2 separate regions of the Gossypium arboreum genome follow, and region 1 is linked to region 2. The links are chromatin contacts, called in public Hi-C maps. All regions are on one chromosome and are shown on one strand. The core of a region is the stretch at or near the end of the contact, and the rest is flanking DNA. Distances in the headings are between cores, read along the strand shown.

What was found. A called contact is a pair of places that touch in the nucleus more often than the background predicts.
Region 1: a Hi-C map of leaf shows a contact between it and region 2, with 5 times the contacts expected there. The contact joins the promoter of LOC108453971 here to the promoter of LOC108454242 in region 2. A contact is called at or near these places in 2 of 5 Hi-C or Micro-C datasets (both in leaf).

Annotation. Positions count from the first base shown.
Region 1 is chr13:93,988,209-93,992,047 of ASM2569848v2, forward strand. It overlaps LOC108453971 (protein SEMI-ROLLED LEAF 2-like), which reads right to left and starts at 2,441. Exons shown (of 20, transcript XM_017752240.2): 1 at 1,550-2,441; 2 at 1,014-1,150; 3 at 241-315; 4 at 43-158. The coding sequence starts at 1,148.
Region 2 is chr13:93,749,247-93,752,821 of ASM2569848v2, forward strand. It overlaps LOC108454242 (calreticulin-like), which reads right to left and starts at 2,236. Exons shown (of 13, transcript XM_017752632.2): 1 at 2,056-2,236; 2 at 1,052-1,352; 3 at 709-964; 4 at 570-626; 5 at 442-489; 6 at 264-350; 7 at 132-189; 8 at 1-35. The coding sequence starts at 2,155.

The sequences.
Region 1 (3,839 bases), core at 1,191-3,690, 240 kb after region 2:
AAAACATAATGAGCATAACATAAAAAACAGTAAGTTACTTACATCTGTTCCTTGCACATGCAAAGCAACTTGTTGTAAGCCTCTGTAACAATATTGATGAATTTGACGTGCTTATAGCGCAGCTCTTTGTAGCATCTTTCTTCAAGGTACTTGGCAATCTATTAAAAGCAGAAAAATCCACAATATCTGAGTCTGTTTACCTATGACCGGCAAACAAATAAGAAAGATAGTAATTTCTACCTTTGGAATTCGGAAAGGATTTCTCGCAGCATATTCACATAACTTCGTAATTTTCCTTTCATTTGGAGGAGCACCCTACAATGCATTGCAAGGCATTAAGTTTAGAATCCTAGCTTATCAAAAAGTGGATGCAATGCAAAATGAACAATGACTCTTCAGAAATGCACCAACTGAATAATTAACCGCATCTAACAATTTTGCTTAATCTCCAGTTTCTTCCAAGATCCAACCAAAGAATAACTTTTTTTCTTTTAAAGTATAAAACAACATAAAGGAACCAACTATAGTGGAGTGTATTTTTATTCTATTAATGTGAAATTACAGTACTCAAATGGCATTAGAGTCAAAGCCGAGAACTCTAGGCAGCTATGTAGCTCAACTCTTCATTTTGCATGAATATGAGTGTAGGATATGAATCTCCAAATACATGAAAAACTTATGTCAAAATTGAACATATCCTTACAGGACACATACTTGTATCCGACACTCACACGTGAGTCCGAGTAACCAACTGAATAGCCACAAACACAGCAACAACCTAGCGCCGATTCAAAAAGAAAAACTCTAGCAGACATTATTGGCATATTGCAGGATCAAATATTCCTTATTGATACTCCCACATTAAAAATTAAAGTACTCAGAATCAAGCTAACTTAAATAGCCATCACCAAAAACCCAAATATGTACAAAGACTTCCTCTGTAGTTTCACCAAGACCACCATTACCAAAATGTATAATCCAAAAAGAAGAAAAAGAAAAGAGTGGATACTCACAGGAGACTTGGGGAATATTTCAGACAATAATTTCTTGTAACGCTTAACAGGTTGTCGAGATCTTGACCTCAAAGCAGGACAGCACACACACATGCTTTCACAAGCTGGGAAGATTTTCCTAGAGATGATCCCCATTTCTGTGCATGCGCAAAGGACAAGTTTAGATTAGAAGAACAGTGAACAAACCTAAAACTATCTTATCTTTGTTCTCCAAATAATGAACCAAAACTTCCACCATACAAAGATAGCAAATTTAATGCACCCCTTTTCCTAAAAAGGAGAAGAAAAGAAAGAACGGATGAAAGAACGAATCATAAATTAACAAAAGGATAAATTTTAAGGTCAGACAAGAACAATGGTGAACTATTTGTACCTAAAACAACGTAATAAGGCTTGTTATTTTTATTTTTATTTTTTGGAAAAAGGGAAAAACCACAATGTCCAAAACAAAATACAGAGGCCAATATACCACCAGCCCAGAAAATAAAAAGAGATGTAATAAAATTTACCACATAAACATAAATTAAAGACCCTACTTGGAAGGTATTAATAATGGGATGAAGAGCAAAAGAGAGCTTCCCCTGCAGTGGGTGGCAGATCTGCAGGAGCAAGAATCGTAGAAGAGAGTGAAAGAAAACCAATGCAAACAGCGGGGGGAGCAAAACGGCGTGGCTCAAGGAAAGGCGCATGAAAAAGAGAGAGAAAGATACAGAGCTATACATGTACGTAGAGAAAGAGAGAGAGTATAAGCAACATCACGTGATGGGGTGTCAGATTTTCTAATCTATGTATGTTTGCTTAGTGGTAAAAGTGAAAAATGTCTTTGCCTTCGTGACAGAAACTGGAAGACCCCCAAAACTCAAAATTCAAATAAAAAAAACAAAGGAAAATCAAGCAGACAACATCCAGTTCCAAAGTACTTGCAATTCCAATTACCAACAACTACTTTTCTTTTAGCTGTGTTTGAAAATTGAAAACCAATGAAAAAAGAGCTGTTCCCCTTTCATCATTCTTTGAATTTTGCTTTTATTGTAGTCAGTGTACTCCATGTCTCAAAGAAATCCTAATTTTGAAAAGGGATGATAAATTTTTAGAGTTTCATAGAACTTTCTTATGCTTAGAAATACCTATCCACAGAGGATACATAACATAATATTCAAATAAAAGAAAAAGGCATGCTTGCTTATATTCTTTTATTTTGATTGATGGTAAGATGGTGAAAGACAAATACAAAGTACTTGATGAATCATCATTTATTTTGCAACATTAAATTTGTTGGAGACAAAAGAGGAGATGTTGATGGTATAAAGGAGTCAATTCACTTAAACAAACGGAAAATTGAAAAGAAATAAGAGGAGAAGGAAGGATGTTGTGAAGGCATGAAAAGGAGTGTAGTGAATAGGCGGTCAAGATTGCTAAAGAGGAAGAAGATCTATTTTTCCTTCTGTCTTGGAGTATTTATAACAAAACTTTCTTATCTAGTGATGTGACAAGTTAGTTACCATCATGGAGTATACGAGGGAGGTGTGTGGCATTTCTTATTTTGCTATTCCTTTTGAGGAGTACAAAATTATTATACTTAGATAGGCCTTAATGGTCTCTAAAGAGAGTATTTATATTTGAAAAAATATTCATATTGAAAAGAGAGTGACCAAATCATGATAAGTGGGAAGCTTAATGAAAGAGGATGTTTTCTTTATTAATAGGTGGTCTCATGACGAGTGCTTAGTCAGTGAGCTTAAATAGTTGAAAACAGTTCAACGAACATGAGATGAAGAACAATCTTCAAATATCCACTAGTGCTTTCTGAAAGTATCACATGTCTAACCCGAATGAGGCATAACAAACTTTGTTAATGAGTAATATCATAAACATTAACCTCTTTTTAACTTATATGACATTGAAACTATAGAGCAAACTAAAATACTTAAAAAGAATAGTAGAACTGTTCTCAATAGCTTTGCACTTATTACAACTTATCGTAAGCCTTTTATTCCATTAAAAGGAGGGAAAGAAGTTAGTATGAACCCTCAGCCATATATAGTAGAGGCATCATCTATTTTACAAATGCAAGTTGCAATGAAATCAATATATGCCACCAGCTTAGATATTAGATATGAAAGGGGTAGGTTTGGTAAAGCAGGTAGTCCAATGATTTACAACTAATTACTTCTTGTGATTATTATTAGAAACTTTCCTATAGGAATTTTGAGTGTGGACTCTTTTGATTTCGTTGTTCTAGGAATTGAGTGCATTTAACTAATATAATAAATAATTTAGTATGTTGTTTTATAATGCTTTTTTTAAGGATATAATTGTCAGGAGGAATCTTAAAAGTTCTCAAAGCAATACTATTTCAGAGTAGACAATGTTGAAAAATAAATACAGTTTTATTTATTTATTTATTTAATAACCAGTTCATTATTCATTGCATTAGCAATTATCTACACTATGAAAAGTAAATTACTATCATCATCCTCAGTGGTAGGAAATTCAATACTTCTTAAATAAGACTTTATGTTAAAATTTTATGTAAAAAGAAGCTTTATCCCATTAAAATATTCAAATTGTTCAATTTCAAACTTAATTGAGATTTAATGTTATTTTTGAAAAATTAACAAAATAAAAATTGAAAGGTGCGTAGAGGTAATGATACTTGAACTTAATTGGAAGAAAATAATCTTAAAGTATAAAATTTATTAGCTATTCGTGTATGGCTTATAATGTGAATGGTCCAAGAGTTGCAGCTTACTGCCTAGGTTTGGTGGCCCCATTTAATGCAAGGTTTGAATCCCATCCATGTGGTCTAAGCTTGTCCTACTTTTT
Region 2 (3,575 bases), core at 986-3,485:
GGGGAAAACATAAAGATCAGGATCATCCTTGAAGTCTGTGAACCACATAAAAAACACAGTAATAAATCACTTGAAAAATTTTTAATTGATAAGAAAAGAAAAAAAGCACTACACAGGAAATAGCGATGAACCTGGGTTGTCAATTTTTGGAGCCTTCCACTTGCCATTGTAGTTGGGGTTCTTGATTTTCTGCAGATAGAAAAAGAATTGTTACACATAAAATGTCAAATTAAATGCGGCAATTAGACAGGGATTTCACGAACCTTAGGCTTCCATGGGCCATTGTACTCTGGGTTGGGAATTGTTGAGGGTGTCCATTCACCATCTTCTTCATCATCCCAATCTTCTGGCTGGTGTAAATAATTTTAACCATTAACCTTTATTACAAATAAGGCATGCCCTTTTTATAATAGAAGCATTACTGAAGCATTAAATGACTACCTTCTTAGCATCAGGATCAGGGATTTCTTTTGGAATGTCATCATAACCCTATGGGAAATCAAAAACTAGAGGTTAGCTTGCATAAGCATAACAAAACCATGGAAGGGTTAAAATACGAAGGTTGTTACCTCTGGCTTCTTGTCTTCAGGATCAGGGATGAATTCCTTGTCATCCCAATCTTCAGGCTGCCATCATGCGAAGTTCTTAGTTGTATCAAATATTCATATGATAAAATAAAACCAAAAAGACATCAATTCTGACTAATACCTTCTTCGCACTGGGATCCTTGATTCTCTTCGGTGGGAGAAGATCCCAATCAGTGTACAAGCTACCAGTTCGTTTCCCAACATTATCAATAAGAATTTTGTAAGTAGCATCCGGATGCAGAATAAATGTGTAAACATGAGTAAGTTGGTCAGTCTCACATGGAACTTCCTTTTTCATCAAGTGGTTTGTCCCCTTGTAATGAAGAATAGCATGTACTTTCTTTGTGCTTCCACAGATATCAGGCCCAAACATAATGCTGCACCCAACCAACATTACAAAAAAATCAGTAAATCTGCAATAAAATCTTTTAGAGATACCAAGAGGTTAGATCATAAAGTAAAACCTGTATGGGGTGTCACCACCAAAATTCTTCTGGTCAATGTCACCACTGAGTAGTTTCATGTAACCACCACCACAGTCAAGCTGCTGCTCATGCTTGACAGAAAATTGGAAGACTAGAGTCTTGCCCTTGTTGTTAACTTCTGGGAACTTAGCCGAAATAGCATAGAACCTGTAGTCTTCACTAGTTTGAATACCTTTGTCATTAAGATTCCCACTCCATTTTCCAGAAGTGTAATTCCATTCCCCAGCCATGTTGTCATCTTTCTTCCAGTCAGATTTTACCCACCGACTTTCCCATCCATCTTTGGTTTAAAAACAATAGAAATGCAAAATCAGCCAGAAAAAGAAAAGGTCAAATTCTTCTGTTTGAAAACAGTGAAACGTACAATAAAAACATAAGCAGCTTCTCGTTTGTTAAAGGGAAAGCAAAATTTTAGTAACGCAGCCATGCATAGTACGTTAAGTAGTAGGAACACATTAGCTAGACTCTGATATCTACCCTGATTTAAAAGACCATAACATCTAATTAATTTTGCTAAGAACTAGTGTTTTCATTCTCAAGATACATCAAATAACATAAACTAAAGCAGAATGATAATATTAATCATCATTTCATCCAATTATCCTCTACAGTTACAGAACAATTGAAACACAATACACAAATTCACACCCATTTCTCAAAGAATTCAAACACATTTCTAATAATTTATATATTTTTATAATTAGAGCCTTTTATGGAATCATATTACGTGTAGATCTACTCGACTCACTACATCTTTTAAACGAAATTAATCATTCGAGTAAAGGAACCATCGAAAACAGCCAGATCACCTACTTAACATTTAAAAATCACCGATCCATTCATTTACGTCAAGTTAAAATATCAAAACCTCTTAAATAAAAAAAAGATTCAAACAAAAAAAAAAACGATCTAAAACGTTAAGATTCAATGCATGTAGATTGAGTATTAGAAAGCGGGGGGAAAATGAGTGAGAAAGAGTTTACCATCGAAACGCTCTTCGAAGAATACTTCAGCAGAGGCAATGACGAAGAAAGAGACAAGAATTAGAGAGATAAAATTAGGGATCCGTTTAGGAATCGCCATAGCTGAACTCCACGGAGCGAGAATGTAGAACTGCAGTGCACTGATAGTCTGATGGGTTGTTTTGGTACCGTTTATATAATACTCGTTGCGTTTCAATGGTTTTCTTCCTTTTTACTTTTTACTTTTTACGGCCCAGTTAAAACGAGGTATTATTATTTTCTGTAAATATGACGTGGACTGAAGTTAATGACTGAAGCCAATGGCTTGATGACATGTCATTCACAGGTGTCACTAAGTTGACGTGGCAAAAACTTATTGGCTAGGAATTTCACGTGACACGTAGGAGGATTTTGCCTTGTTAGGCTAGGAGTACGTTACGTCTCATTTCAGCGGAATTGTGTTACATGTGGCAAGCAGGCAATGATCCACAGAACTGTAGAGGCCGTCCACCTAGACGTTGGTTTGAGGCGTAGCAGCAGATTATTTACGTCTCTTAATTGGTCTCGTATTAGCGTTTGGGTTTCAGTTTTATCATCCCGAAACTTCCATTAAAATTTATGGCATCTATTGGTAAAAGAAAATTTGTAAATTTGTTTAGATATTTACGTTTTAGATAGATACTAAAGGTGAATTTGAGAGAAAATAGCATAGAAATATATCTGTAATATAATATTTATTGTGCATAAAAATCTTTTTCTTTTAAAAAACTTTCATCTCAAATCGATGTTTGAAAAATTAAATCTTAAATATTTTACTTGATATTTAAAAAATATTTTTATACAATATCTAAAAATTATTTATATCATAATTTAATTCTTATTAACCTAATATTTTATATTTTTAAATGAAATTTAAATATAATAATGTAAATATATTATTTTATAAAAGTAAAAAAATTTATTTTAAATATAAGTTTTGATACTTATTTTATAAATTTCGATACGTTGTTTCTTTTGAAAGTTTTGTTAGATATCTTTAGAAGTTATCGGTACTTATAAATATAAAATTGATTTAAAAAAGGTTTACAACATTTTGAAAGTTTATAATGTTAGGGCCCTTAGAAACATGATTATATGTTTTATAACATCTGAAAATATTTTAGATATTATCAAATTAAAATTTACAAATTTGATTAATGAAATTTAAGAATTATTTTAATATATCAAAACTAAAATAATTCTATCATTAGATATTCATTGAAAAATTCAATAGAGTAGTTAAATTTAAAATTTTATTTGATTAATTTAAATTTAAATATAATTTAATTCAAGTTGACTATAAAAATAAAAATCCAAATTTAAAAATTATTCTAACTCAAAAAACTAAAATAGGTAAAGTAATCCAACATTACTTGAACCAGGAAAATCAATTTTAAAATCTCAACCAACAAATTTCAATAAAAAATTAATAATAACTCAAAAATATAAAATTCTCAAAATTAAGTGGGGTTTGATAAATTAAAATTCTAAATGTTAAAAAT